5 separate regions of the Sus scrofa genome follow, and regions 1, 3, 4 and 5 are each linked to region 2. The links are chromatin contacts, called in public Hi-C, HiChIP or PLAC-seq and promoter capture Hi-C maps. All regions are on one chromosome and are shown on one strand. Each heading gives the region's core, a stretch centred on a gene start, on an enhancer-like site or on the middle of the called end of the contact. The rest is flanking DNA. Distances are from core to core; before and after follow the strand shown. Region 1 holds the start of ADPRH (ADP-ribosylarginine hydrolase). Region 2 holds the start of GSK3B (glycogen synthase kinase 3 beta). Region 3 holds the start of TIMMDC1 (complex I assembly factor TIMMDC1, mitochondrial). Region 4 holds the start of GTF2E1 (general transcription factor IIE subunit 1). Region 5 holds the start of TMEM39A (transmembrane protein 39A).

What was found. Promoter capture Hi-C pulls out the DNA fragments that hold promoters and counts their contacts. A called contact is a pair of places that touch in the nucleus more often than the background predicts. HiChIP or PLAC-seq counts read pairs in DNA pulled down with a chosen protein or histone mark.
Region 1: a contact with region 2 is called in an H3K27ac HiChIP or PLAC-seq map of alveolar macrophages. The contact joins the promoter of ADPRH here to the promoter of GSK3B in region 2. A contact is called at or near these places in 2 of 2 datasets of contacts at active chromatin or transcription factors (alveolar macrophages and skeletal muscle).
Region 3: a contact with region 2 is called in a Hi-C map of liver, with 4 times the contacts expected there. The contact joins the promoter of TIMMDC1 here to the promoter of GSK3B in region 2. A contact is called at or near these places in 5 of 47 Hi-C or Micro-C datasets (embryonic fibroblasts, heart right ventricle, liver and 2 more) and 2 of 2 datasets of contacts at active chromatin or transcription factors (alveolar macrophages and skeletal muscle).
Region 4: a contact with region 2 is called in an H3K27ac HiChIP or PLAC-seq map of alveolar macrophages. The contact joins the promoter of GTF2E1 here to the promoter of GSK3B in region 2. A contact is called at or near these places in 3 of 47 Hi-C or Micro-C datasets (heart right ventricle, liver and skeletal muscle) and 1 of 2 datasets of contacts at active chromatin or transcription factors (alveolar macrophages).
Region 5: a promoter capture Hi-C map of fetal liver shows a contact between it and region 2, with 2.8 times the contacts expected there. The contact joins the promoter of TMEM39A here to the promoter of GSK3B in region 2. A contact is called at or near these places in 1 of 5 promoter capture datasets (fetal liver), 2 of 47 Hi-C or Micro-C datasets (heart right ventricle and skeletal muscle) and 1 of 2 datasets of contacts at active chromatin or transcription factors (alveolar macrophages).

What each region holds. Positions count from the first base shown.
Region 1 is chr13:140,679,999-140,682,698 of Sscrofa11.1, forward strand. It overlaps ADPRH (ADP-ribosylarginine hydrolase), which reads right to left and starts at 1,266. Exons shown (of 5, transcript NM_001244347.1): 1 at 975-1,266; 2 at 67-167.
Region 2 is chr13:140,135,826-140,138,525 of Sscrofa11.1, forward strand. It overlaps GSK3B (glycogen synthase kinase 3 beta), which reads left to right and starts at 1,341. Exons shown (of 11, transcript NM_001128443.1): 1 at 1,341-1,464. The coding sequence starts at 1,377.
Region 3 is chr13:140,757,433-140,760,263 of Sscrofa11.1, forward strand. TIMMDC1 (complex I assembly factor TIMMDC1, mitochondrial) reads right to left here and starts at 1,266. Exons shown (of 8, transcript XM_021070323.1): 1 at 1,135-1,266; 2 at 757-1,034. The coding sequence starts at 950.
Region 4 is chr13:139,608,057-139,610,756 of Sscrofa11.1, forward strand. It overlaps GTF2E1 (general transcription factor IIE subunit 1), which reads right to left and starts at 1,427. Exons shown (of 5, transcript XM_021070303.1): 1 at 1,289-1,427. It overlaps RABL3 (rab-like protein 3), which reads left to right and starts at 1,108. Exons shown (of 8, transcript XM_021070305.1): 1 at 1,108-1,621. The coding sequence starts at 1,576.
Region 5 is chr13:140,795,759-140,798,458 of Sscrofa11.1, forward strand. It overlaps TMEM39A (transmembrane protein 39A), which reads left to right and starts at 1,340. Exons shown (of 9, transcript XM_003132656.6): 1 at 1,340-1,736.

The sequences.
Region 1 (2,700 bases), core at 16-2,515, 540 kb after region 2:
CTTTTTTAAAGACTGGTGGACTAGTTCATCCTCCCCTCAGCTCAAGCTCTTTTCCCCTCCTCTTACCTAAAGCCTATTTACTCAGGGTTAAGTTCAAGTTCTTAGGCTTCCAGGAGTCCTTCTCCAGGTGCACTGCCGTGGGCCAGGGCATGAAGGCTGGCAAGCAACTGAGAAGAGTGAAAGATGAAGACAGACTGAGCGGACCATTACCGAGTTACTGATCATGCTTAACTTCTTGGCTCACAGAAGTTATTTGTAAAACATTACATATTTTATTGTTTATAAATGATGGCTAGAATCTGGAGTTCTGGGCTAACAGTCTCGGCTCTGCCCAGAATCAGGTGTGTGATTGTATAGCAGCCACCCATCCTGGATTAGATTTTCTCACCGGTAAACTGGATTGTGGGGGAGGAGGAGCGCTATAGATGCAGCCTGGGCTCCTGTCCAGCGTTGCGAGCTTCAGAGACCAAGCTTAGCTGGTTTAGGAAGACCAGCTTTTAACCCCCTGTACCCTCTCTACCAAAGCCCTCAACTTCCTTTTCGTGAGTTGCCAGCAGGGCTGGGGACGATGACCATGTATTTCTTTCTGAAGGAAATTTTCCTCTAGCTTTTACGTACTGCTCTGGCCTCCCGCTCTCAGGATGCTGTTATTCTTTAAACTCCTCTAACTTTTAGTTTACAGTCTCATCCCCGAACTACAAGTTCAAAACTGCGGTCTGGGCAGCAGCTTCCGGACAGTCCGCAGCTTTTTTGAGGGGTGGGGTGCCTGGGAGTGGGAGACACGCCCGGCCCCTACAGGAGGTGGAGGTGGCTCCCCGGCTACCGCGGGGGACGAGCGCACATGAGGGAGGCGGACGGGTGTAACGGGTCGCCGGGGGCGCGGGGACCTGGCGAGAAGGGTGGGGAGCGGGGAGGACCGGGTCGCAGCGAGAAGAAGAGCGCGCAGGCGCTGGGGCTGCCGGCGGGGAGGGTACCTGGCGGCCTTGGTAAGAGCAGGGAGCTCGGGCCCGGGCGCCCGGAGGTCACGGCGCGGGGAGGGCCCCGCCCCGAGCCGAGCCGAGCCGAGCCGAGCCGAGCGTGGGGAATCCGGGTGGAGCGCGCCGCCGAGTTCGGGGACCGCGCTCGGGTTCGGCTGACCTGGGCCAGTTTCCGGCGCTTGCAGCTGCGCCGGGCTCGGCTTGAGCGAGTCGCGGGGGCCCCTAGCGCCGGGTCAGGGCGGCGAGACCTGCGCCTCCCACCCCCTTCGGCTTCCGAGGCACCGCGAAATGGCGGGGCTCCGGCCCCCGCTCTCGTGAGACTGTTGGGCACTCTCGTGTGACCTCGGGTGGAGGCCTCAGCCTCTGCTGGCATCGCGCCGCTGGGAAGACGTTACCTCGCGGCGCCTTTGTCACGCTTCTGGGTCTCGCACCCTTAAATTGGGACAATAATAGTACCTGTCTCTTAGGGTGGTGGTTAGGGTTGAATTAAGTAATTTTAACTCTGTCGTTTATTTGGTAGCAGAATAGGACTTTTTCATTCTGATAGTAAATAAAAGCAAAGAAAAAAGTATTTTGTCTGAATAAATTAATGTCACCTTAAAAGAATCACCATATGTAGAAATTCTATGGCCTTCCCCATAATTTTAGTTTGCTATGCTGTATCTTTTTCGCTGCAGACATTAAATACCTGCTGTGTACCAGATGGATGCTAGGCCCTGACAGAACCCTGCCTTCATGGAGTAGACCCAGCCAAATGATCTCATTTTAGGCTGTTGACTTACGGTTTTTGTTCTTAAATAAAAAAATTTTTATGATAAAAATAATGCACACTTCCAGCAGAAAAGCTGTGAAAACTTATAAGAATATCTCATAAAAAATACCCTCATGGGTTCACAAAATAAATGTTCCTGGATTTCTTTGAAGAGTTGTTTTCCAAAGCAGAAAATTAGAATAACCTCAGAATGTTTACAGGGGAGAATGAGATTTCTTCTCCTAAGTTATGGCATAATTACGGAACTTTTCAAAAAAGGTAGACATTTAAATCAATAGGCTTTGGATAAATAATCAGGCTTACAAGGGAAAAGTTTGAAAACATTTCATTAAGTAAAAAAAAAAAATCAAGTTTTAGAATGAAGAATATATTTATGTGAAAAAAACTCTGTGCGTGTGTGTAAATTGACAAAGGATACACAGCCAATTGTTAATAACAGTTATGATTACCTTTCAGGGAGAGTTTGCAGGGAATAGGGAGAGAAATAAGGGGAAACATAATCTTTCACAGTAAGAATTTTTATGTTATGTGTAGAAAGAAATTTTAGAAGAAATAGAAACCACCCACATTACACCACTCCCACTGTAAATACTTAGTCTTTATATTATGCACATTTTAAAAAAATCAGATCATTTCGTATATACAATTTTAGATCCTTTTTAACCACTGAGCTTTCACATTGTAAGCATTTCACTCCGTCATTTGTAATAGTATTATTACTATAATTGAATCCAAATGTTCAGATAAGGTAATGCCTCTAGGATTAATTCCCTTTCACACTGATACAAAGAAATATGAGACCTGATATTCAGTTCACCTCCAACTACACCATGGCCAAGGCTGGTTCAAAAGAAGGAAACAGAAGCAGAGATAATCAAAAAAACAGGGGACTAAACAAATCTTTGCCACTCCATGTGGCAAAGGTGCAATACCACGCCTAGTTAAATCATG
Region 2 (2,700 bases), core at 91-2,590:
CAACCCATCTTCTTCTCGGTCGGCTATCTTCGGCACTTTCCGCCCTTGGGCGTGATTTCCAGTGGTACTTTCTAATTGGCTCCTCTGGCCGATCGGCTTTTTCCGGGAGGAGCCGCAAACAAACGACGTCCGTGATTGGCTCCGCTCGGGCTTCGGCTCCCCTGCCGAAGGGGGCGGGCGCCGGGCTCGGCCGGCAATTCTCAGACGCCTGTTACGCGGGCGGAGGGGCGCTGGGCGGTGTAAGGCTGGGTGGGGGAGGAAGGAGGCGGAGGACGAGTAGGAGGGGGGAGGGGTTGGGGAAGAGCTAGGCGGCTGCGCAGACGGCACTCCTCACACAGAACAGCCCCCGACCCGGGCGAATGCGGGCTTTCGCTGCTGCTGCCGCCGCCGCTGCCGCCGCCGCCGCCGCCGCCGCCGCCGCCGCCCGGGCCCGAGTGACAAAGGAAGGAAGGAAGCGAGGAGGAGCCGGCCCCGCAGCCACTGACAGGGCTTCGGGCTGGGGGCAAAGCGCGGACACTTCCTGAGCGAGACCGAGCAGAGGCGAGGGGCGGGAGGGAGGGCGGTCGCGCCGGTGCCGTGGACGGGGGAGGGGGCCCCGAGGGACGGAAGCGGTTGCCGGGTTCCCATGTCCCCGGCGTATGGGGAGCAGTCGAGGAGCCGCTGCCTGGGGTCTGAAGGGAGCTGCCTCCGCCACCGCCGCCGCCATGGCCGCTGGATCCAGCCGCCGCCTGCAGCTGCTCCTGGCGCAATGAGGAGAGGAGCCGCCGCCACCGCCCGCCTCTGACTGACTCGCGACTCCGCCGCCTTCCAGTTCGCCGGGCCCCAGCCGTCAGCCCGCCGGATCCCGCCGCTGCCGGAGCCGCAGCGTTTCCCGTCGCATCTCCGAGCCACCCCCTCCCGCTCCCTCCCTCCTTCCCATCCCCCCTTCTTTTCAAGCGTGAGACTCGTGATCCTTCCGCCGCTTCCCTTCTTCATTGACTCGGAAAAAAAATCCCTGAGGAAAATATAATATTCAAAGTACTTATTTTCAATCAAGTATTTGCCCCCGTTTCACGTGATACATATTTTTTAGGACCTCCCACCCATTTCTACCCTCCAAGGAAAGGGAGGGGAGAGAATTGTATTTTTTTTTTCCCCAGTCCCAGATCATCTATATGTTAAATATCCGTACTGATCTGTCTTCAAGGAGAAATACATCGCTCGCATTTTTTTGTCGCTATACAAAAGGAGTGAAGAGCCAAGAGGACGAAGTCTTTTTTTTTTTCCTGTGGGAGAACTTAATGCTGCGTTTATCATTAACCTAACACCCCAACATAAAACAAAAGGAAGAAGAGGAGGAAGGAAGGAAAAGAAGGTGATTCGGGAAGACAGTGATCATGTCAGGGCGGCCCAGAACCACCTCCTTTGCGGAGAGCTGCAAGCCAGTGCAGCAGCCTTCAGCTTTTGGCAGCATGAAAGTTAGCAGTGAGTATTGATTTTATTTTACACTCTTTCTCCACCTCACCCTTTAAATAAGAGACTTTGAAATACCAGGATCTTAAAATATGATGTCTGATATAACAATCAGAGATAATGGAAAAGGGCAGAAACCTGTCTTCTGTCAAGGATGAGGCAGCTCCCTCTTTTCTCCTCCCATACTCCCTCCCCCGGTCTCATTAACCTTGAATAGAGGGAATATGATTTTTATTTGGATGATTTGACTTGAAATATTTCTTATAGTTTTCTTGCCAGCTTTATCAAGCGGTTGACTTATTTCCATCTTAAAATAGTGATGGAAGTGTTTACTTGGCTCATTCTCATGAATAAAGCGAAGGACAAGATTCATAAACCATTATGTGCTTTTGCAGTGTGTCTTTAGGAACAAGGGATAGTTAGCTCAGATCTCAGGGGTTATCATAGTTTTGTACACTTAATAGAGGAGCTAAATGTCACAGTCTCTTAACAGTTCTTTCTTGCCTTTGTGACTGTACAACGCATTTGTTCTTAATCCAGAGATGAACTTGCTCAGTGACCACTTTCACATTTCCAGGCAAGCATTGATTCCTCCTCTTAGAAGGGACCCGTGAGGTTGATACTCAGTAGCAGTAGTATCTCAACATGCATTGTTTTAAGTCTACCACTATAGAGTTAATATTTAATCAAAAGGTAACTTGGAAGTAGGTCCTGGTTTTGATCGAGATTTGTATTGTCATGTTGTCAGATACTGAGTTGAATGTTAACTGTCACTGACCCTCCATATATCAGTTTTGGGGATGCCATTGCATTCCATACATGCTAAATGATGTAAAGTTCAGGGGTCCCTTCTTAAGACTGTTTAAAATACTCTTGCATTGGTTTTCTTTAGGTAAGACTATCCAGTTAGAGGAATATGGATTTAGACCTTTTCATCATAGGTTTTGCAGAATGCTGTGGTCCTGGATATAATAGGGTATAATTTGGGCTCTGTTCAGGGTTATTACTAGACTGGACCCTCTTGCTAGATTTGTGCAGAAAAGTCTAGTTGAGTGGTACACTAAGTGTCAGATGTTCCTGTGTATCTCTGTTTATGTGGAATTTAAAGAGTTTATTTAAACGTACTTTCAGAATTTGACAAAAATATCTATTCTGTTTCCTTATTTCTCAAGAAAGGGGCATGATGAGGACAACGAAAAACTATTTGGTTGCCTAGAAGAAGGAGAGAATTGAACTGAGATTTTTTTT
Region 3 (2,831 bases), core at 16-2,515, 620 kb after region 2:
CCAGCTCCCCTGCCTGAACTATCTCAGCAACATAATAAAGCTTCGACGTTAATTTAACCAATGTTGATAACACAGTATAGTATATAGTAAAGTACTTCATAAAAGGGCAAACTTTTTACCAGTAATTGATGAACGAAACAATGATGAAATTAATTATCGTGAGTTTTCCATTAAAGTTAATTCAATTTAAAGGGTTATTTCTTTTATTCTGAAACATCCTTATTTGTGAATCCAGCTAATTTCTTTATAAAATGATGAGACAATAGTTGCTACTATTTTTTATATATTCCTTATTTAGCAGAATAAAAATTTTACAACTCTTTCTGCTATCTCTGAACTTCCATTTTTGCGCCGGGGAGGAGGGCTATTGGTCATAAACTATCAAAATTTGGGATCAAGTTATATAAGAAAAGGAATATTGCAGTCCTGCAGATGTGGGTTCTCGCGTCACCAAGTACCTTGGCCCAATTCTTCTAATCTGTAAAATCGAGGTAATTACACTAAGACTCTACTCCCTAAATATCCCTAAAAGCTCTGACATTCAATGAGGCTCACCTTTACCACCTGAAAACCGGCCTGTCAATCATAAGAACCACCTAGCCGCTATGTTAGGATACAAGCTTGGAGTACAAGCACTAGAACCCAAAATTCCGTTTAAAAATAAATCACACCACCCTGGGGTCCTTCATCCCGGATGACCCAGGTTTCAGGTCACCTCCTTCGTAGCCCCTCCCCACAGACCGTAGGCACTTTTACTCTTTGACAAACAGCTCCCGGAGTCGGTCCCATCCGGATTCCGGGTATCGGGCTTCCGGGACGCAGGAAGGCAGCTTAAGGTCCTCCGCAAGACCCTTGGAATCGGTGGCCACAGCTCCAGCAGCAAAGACCCGAGGGAAAGGATTCAGCGCCCTGCAGAGCAAGCTCCGTGGAGCCGGCGGCCGCACCTCCATGGTCTCCTCAGAACCTGCCGGACAGCTTGGGCGCTCAGGGCCCCAAGGTCTCCGGGAGGCGCCGTGGGAGAAGAGCGAAGATAACTGCAAGAATAAGTGACGAATACTGGTACACTACGCTCTAGCAAATTCGCGGCCGTAGCGGTAGCCACACACCGTGACAGACCTGCACTCCCAGACTAACCTCACTTTGGAAGCCCTTGGACACACGAGACAGGAAGTCCCGCCCCAACCAGGGCAAAGGCTACTGGGCTGGGCGAGGGCGGAGCCGGAGCCGGAAGCACTTCCGGTTTGAGGTGGGACGGATCTTAGAGGTGGCAAGCTGACTCGCCGGAAGTGAGCTGGCGGCGTGTAACAGCTCTCTGCACCGTCTGGCCCCCGCCTCCTGCGCCAGTGAAACTGTGTGGGGCAGTTTCCAGGCAACCAGACCGGGTCATTAGCTGAAGTAGGTTAGCGTATTTTATTTTTTATGTAATTTTTATTTTTCCATTATAGTTGATTTACAGTGTTCTGACAATTTCTAGTGTAAAGCATAATTACCCAGTCATACATAGGCTTTTTCTCACATTATCCTCTATGATGTTCCATCACAAGTGACTCGATACAGTTCCCTGTGCTATATAGCAGGATCTCATTGCTTATCTACTCCAAATGCAATAGTTTGAAGTTAGCTTATTTTAAAAAGCAGGAATGTAGATGAAGAAAGTGCAGTGTTCAACACAAATGGGGTACAGAAAGGGGAAGGCAGTTTGCAGAACTACAAGCCCAACCCACCCTGTCATAGCTCGGGAAACCTCTGAGGTTGGGCGAGGTCTATTCTCGATTTCAGAAAGTTAGGAGGCTTTTAAGAGGGGTCTTGTTGCCAGTTACACCCAGATTTCCAGAACATTTTTATGTAGAAGAATCGGTTCAGGGCTTCACAAGATGGGTTTTATTCACCTTGGTTCATATAACTACTCTTTCTTAAAAGGCAGGACACTTTCTCTCAGATGTTTGCTTGGTAGTCCAGCAATAATTTCCTGTCACTACAGCCTCTGCTATCATATGCTTCAAAGTATAATTTTATTAAAATGCACGCTTATGAAGGAATTCCCACTGTGGCACAACAGGATCCGCGGTGTCTTGGCAGCACTTGGGAGCCTGGTTCTATCCCTGCCTGGTTCCTTAGCTATGGTTTAGGTACTCGGATCTGATCCCCAGCCCTGGAACCCCATATGCCACCTCGGCCAAAAACAACAACAAAAACAAGACAGCTCGCATGTTAAGTATTTTTAAACTGATTTGTGTTTCTTTTTTTTTTTTTTTTTTTGCCTTTTTTTAGGGCTGCATCTGCAGCATATGTTAGTTCCCAGACTAGGGGTCAAATCCAAGCTACAGCTGCTGGCTTAAGCCACAGCCACTGCAACGAAGGATCCGAGCCAGGTCTTCGACCTACACTACAAGGCAGGGCAATGCAGGATCACCAACACTGAGCCAGGCCAGGGGTAGAACCACATCCTCATGGATCCTAATTGGGTCCGTTAACCCCTGAGACATGAAGGGAACTCCTGATTTGTGTAATTTCATCTGATCTTTGCTAGGAATCATACACATTGTCTTCGCCAATTCCTACCCATCATTTATTCCTTTCTAGGAATAATTCAAAATAATTACAATCTTTAGTAGGATACAGTAAAGAGAATTCCAGAATTTGATAGCTGGAAGTCTCTAGATATGGTCCAGAGAAGTGACTGATAGAGTGACTAGCTGAGTTAGTCTAATCACAGTGCCAGGAAGAGCTCTCTAGTGTCTGGGAGAGAGGATTAGATTCAGTTCCCATCAGAGCACTTACTACATTGCATCATGATTTCCTCTTTGCTATGTGTCTCAATAGACTAACTT
Region 4 (2,700 bases), core at 177-2,676, 530 kb before region 2:
CTTTAAAAAAGGGAAGGAGCTTGGCTGGCCTCTGGAGACTTTTGAGTGTGTGACCTTTGGGGGCCATGTCTGGTTTCTTCTTTTTAGTCTTATCAGTCCATCAGTCACCTATCAGTCTCACCTACAACCCTACCCTACCTAACCCAGACCCCTGAAAGCAAGTTGCTTTTGTTTTTAAACCATATGTATTCTAATCACACAAACACCAGGCAGAGTTGTAAGAACAAAGTTGAAAGTGAATGCACTCTCTGTACTGGGTCTAGGCTCCTCAGCCTCATCTGCAGCCACAATGGCATTCTCTCAATTCCAGGAGCCACACATGCTCTCTGCTTCCAAGCCTTTACACACGCCCCCACAACAAAGGCCGAAGTCCCTTCTCCTAATCATTTTTCACATCTCAAATGACATTTCCTCAGAGACACCTTCTCAGATTCTCCCTAGCAGTTTAGAATCATCCCCCTTTCACATGCTCCCATAGCTCTTTCCCCTTCTTGGTGGCAGTGAATAGTTATACTTTCTCAATGTCTACATCGGAGACAAGGGTCTTAATCTTGTTCACCACTGATTTTCCAGTATGGATAACAGCTGGTCAAGTATTTCCATAAAACTTTCAATAGGTCTCCTCAGCACGTGTTCTTCAAACATGCCCACCCTGTTAGCCCTCACCTCCCCCCATTCACTTTCCCCACTGCAGCTTCCAGAGTAAAGAAAGGTAGGGTATTGAAAACCCTCTTCTTAAACTTCAAATGGTTTTAAGCAGGAGGTGACAGCACCAAATTAGCGATTTTAAAGGATTCTGCTGACTGCAAACTGCAAAATGAAGGGAAAGAAGAAGTGGACGTGGGGAGTTCTGTTAGATTTCGATATATTACTATTCCAAATCTGGAATAACGTGGATTCTATACATCCACCTGGTTTTTCTCAGTTAGCCACACTTCACGATAGTCTCCACGGCTTCATACATAAAGTGGCATTATCACCGCGAAACCTCTGGACCAGCCCCGTTCCCAAATGTTCGTTTCCGCCCCACTGTGACAACCACGACGCCCTAAATTCCCTCGGACTCTGCCAGCTGAGTCCAGAGGCCACACTTGACGCAGCCAAGCCAGTCCTACCCGAGGTCGCACATGGGCCGCTCCGGGGTCAATGGTTCTTTGGAGGACCAAGCAGAGAACCGACTCAAAAGAGTAAGGGGGAGGAGGACAGCTAAGGAAAAAGCAACGAAGACACCCTGAAAGGCGACGTCGAACCAGGGAACCGAGGACAAGGAACAGGGAACAAGGTTTACCAAAGCGAATCCTCGTACACTCCCACTACAGCTTCCCTCTGCGCCTCAACTACCGGCTTAAACGAGCCACGCCACTTATGCGACAAAGAAAACGCCATATTCCTGCGACCAGTTTTAGAAACCACCCGCTACTTTTAACCAGGCAGGCCAATCAGCACGGTGAGGCCTTCAATCAAATCAGTCACATTCCGATTGGCCAATGGCATTGAAGACTCGGCCCTCCATACCCAGCTCTGATTGGTCTTCAATCCCGGAATAGGCGTTAACCTCAGGAAGGAGCTGGCAAGATGGCGTCCCTGGATCGGGTGAAAGTACTGGTGTTGGGAGACTCAGGTGAGCCGCTTAACCCACCTTTGGGGCTCCCGACACTTTTGAGTTATATGAAAATCCTCCCCTTTCACTCCCTCTCCACCCATCTGCGGATGAACTGACTCTGGCGGGGGGCTGACATCCCTCTCAAGGCCCAAAGACTACACTTCCCAGAGGACTTTGCTCTGTTTAAGCGAGCCGCGGCTTCGCAAGTGTTGGGGGCGCGGAGCCCGGGCCTTTCTCTGTTTTTTTTAGGTTTTTACATCTGTCTACCAGATGACCGCAGCTTAGTGATCCTTTGTTTTAAAACATATGCGGATACTGAGTGTGGTATTAGACGCCGTGCTGAGACAAAGTTAGGACCTTTCCTTTAAGAGATTTTGTTAATTAAGGAAATCAAACGTGCGCTTAGGAAACTGTACCAGGTGCTTTGCATATATTGACTCAATCCTGAGATCAGGCCCGTTATCCCATTTTACAGATGAGAAAAGAGAGGCGGAGGGCTGTAAATGACAGAACTGGTTTGAACCGAGAGCCTGTGTGCTTAAAACACTAACCTATATTATTTAGTGAAATAGCAGGTAGTAGTAATCTTTTACGCTCAACTGGGCTTCTTGTTTTCTTTATTCTCTTTAATCTTTTCTTCTTTTTTTTTTTTTTTTTTTTGCTTTTTAGGGCCACACCCAGAGTATATGGAGGTTCCCCGGGCTAGGGGTCCAATCGATCGGAGCTACAGCTGCCGGCTCACACCACAGCCACGCCAAATCCCAGCCAGGTCTGCGATCTACACCACAGCTCATGGCTCCAAACATCTGACACAATGTCTATCAGAGCAAATATCCAAAAGTCAACTCCAGAAAAGCATATCTATGAAATGCAAAGTTACCATTTATTCCAAGTTTTTAAAGAGCTTAGGAATGGAGATAATGAGAAACAGAATGAGAGTGAAGTGGAAAGGGGGAAATGAAAACTTCAGTTCCAGTTGTCAAGTGTCCAAGGTGTCAAAATAATTTTAACACTAGGAGTAAACTGGGCTTAGCATTAAGATGAGTATGACCCTCATCTTAATTTTTCTATTTCTTACAACCCAGCACATAAGAGGT
Region 5 (2,700 bases), core at 90-2,589, 660 kb after region 2:
CCAAGAGAAAATCAACAGAGTTTCAATGTAGCAAGCTAGCAAGGAATTAACAGAGCAAATATGAAAAGAAATGTACCATAAGCCTACAGGTGAATACAATGAAAATATATGGTGATCTATGTTGCATGAATTAAAGTATAAGAATGCTTGGGGCATAGTTCCTGTAGTCGTGGCACAGCAGAAAGGAATCCAACTAGGAACCAAGAGGTCTGGAGTTGCCATGAGCTGTGGTGTAGGTTGCAGAGAAGGCTCCGATTTCTAGTTGCTATGGCTGTGGCGTAGACCTGCAGCTCTAGCTCTGATTGGGCCCCTAGCCTGGGAACCTCCATATGTCAGGGATGTGGCCTTAAAAAAAAAAAAAAAAAAAAAAAATACACGGGGGAAAAAGAATATTTAGAAATATCACTAGCTTTAGTTTTGATATTGGTTATTCTGGCTCTAAAATTTGGTTCTGTCATTGATTAGCTGGGTTATATTAACTGGGTATCAGCAAATTATTTTTTCTTACTTTTAGTTTTCTCTATAAAATAATACCAAAACGTTAAGAGATTTAAATGAAATATGTAAAGCTACCAGTCTAGTGTCTGGCACCAAACAAATCTCTCAGTGAAGGTTAACTAATCATATACTGGACATAAAGGGCTTTCCCTATGTGCTTAAAATCTGCAGAGCAAGATTCAAGTGCTCCTCTTGACACTCTTACTCTTCTTCTAACATCAGATTACTGACAGTTTCTGAATTCCGCATGATGTCCCTCACTTTCTTACCTTTTTAATCTGCCACTTCCTTTACTAAATTATTCTCCCATAAACTGCCTATTCATTCTTGCAGTCTTGGCTTTAAACCCCAAGCTCTGTGAAGATTTTCTTGGTATTGGGAGCACTATATTCCAGAGATTATTACCCTGTCTTGCATGCCATCTCTGAACCTTGGGTGTACTTTTAAAGTTGCATTTATTATGATAAATTTTAACTACTGTGTTTTCCTGGTGTCTTGTTTTTTCCACTAGACTGTGAACTCTTTGTGATCTTCACTTTTGTAACTCCAGCATCTAGCCCTTTTTTTAACATAAAATACGCGCACGGTTGGTTGCTGAAGCACGACTTGGCGTCTTCGGCTCCTTTACTTTAGCAGTTAAGTCTCCCAACATCCCCCAGTAAAACGGGGGCAATAAACTTGAACACGGTTGTTACTCGGAGACTGAGATAACAGGAAGGACCCCTAGCTTCCGAGGGCTTGGTGACAGGTCTGGGAAGGAAATACGTGGGCCAGCACAGGCGAGCAAGGCGGGGCCGCGAGCCCAGCAGAAAAGGCGAGTCTCACTGCGCAGGTGCACGCCCGGGGAGGTGGAGAGCTCGCTCCCCTGGCTCCGGTGCAGTTCCGGGGGCCAACTCGCTGCTGGGGCGGCTGTCCGTCGCGAAGCTGACGTCATCGCTGTGCGCTGCCACGTCTGCTCAGCTCCGCGGTAATGGAGGCTGAGGATGGTTGCTGACGGGGCCGGGCTCTACTTCTAGCTTTAGCTCTGGCTCTGACTCTGGCATTGACTCGGAGTCTGGGTCTGGCAGCCCGAAGCCTGGACACCCTTCTTCGACTCTCCTGGAGCGGACGGTCTGCAAACAAGCAGCTGGTTTGGAGTTCCTCAACGTGGGCAGGGTGTTCTCTTGCTTGGGGTCTAGCCTGCAAAGCAGCCGCCTCTTCCCAGGGATCCCGCCCCACTGGCCGGGCCTTCTCCATGCGTGAGTATTACCGAGCTGCCGCGCTGTCCGATTGTCCTGGGCCTGCTTCGGCCCTCCGGGTTGCGCAGCGGGGACCGCTTTGTGGCCCCCTGTTAAGGGCCAGTCTGTTGAAGTTTGTGGTCTCTTGCCGCCCCCCGCCCCCACCTGATCCTCTTGCCTCTCTTCTGTCCCAATTTTTTGTCCCTCACTTTTATTTCCTTTGCACGTTAATTGAGCAAAGACCAGCAGCCCCTCCATCCAACGGTTTGAAAACTTTGTCGCACCTGGCGTTTGTTAGTCTGCAGCCGAAAGCTGTTTGGAAGAAGAAACATAGGATTCTACTGTAACGTTTTGAAAACAAGGGATTTTCCACGATGTCCTTCTTCAGTTTTTAAATTGTATTGTTTAGGAAACAGTTTTGGTATCTATATTTGCTATAGATAGTTGCAAGCACAGTTTCTTTTCAGTTAGGGTCTTTATGTATTACTGATCTTTTAATCCTACAGTTTCAGTAATTTTTAGATGATTTACATCAGTTTTCTGGAGTGGGCATCTTCTTGAACTTTTTTCAGTATTTTCATTCTAACATATGGAGATACCACTTGAACAGCTTTACATTTAAAGACTTAAAAGACCTTCTGAAGTATTTTCACCCATCTTTGTCAGTCCTGATAGCAACCTCTGTAGGACAAGGAACGCCTTTTTTTTTCCTAATGAGGAAACTCAGGGGTTAAATACCTCAAAGACTGATAATATGTGACAGCTGATCTCAGAATCCAGATCCCCTTGGTAACAAAACCTTACATTTTGGACAGTGCTGATTCTTCTGTATTTCACAAGGCCTACTGCAAAATAGTGCATATGAATTGGAAATGTATATGTGTGGTGTTTTTTGTAAACTTCTACTTGGTTGTAATATCTTCCGTGTGAAACAAGTCAAATTACAGAAGATACAAATTGTGACTTCCCTAATGCTGAACAGAGC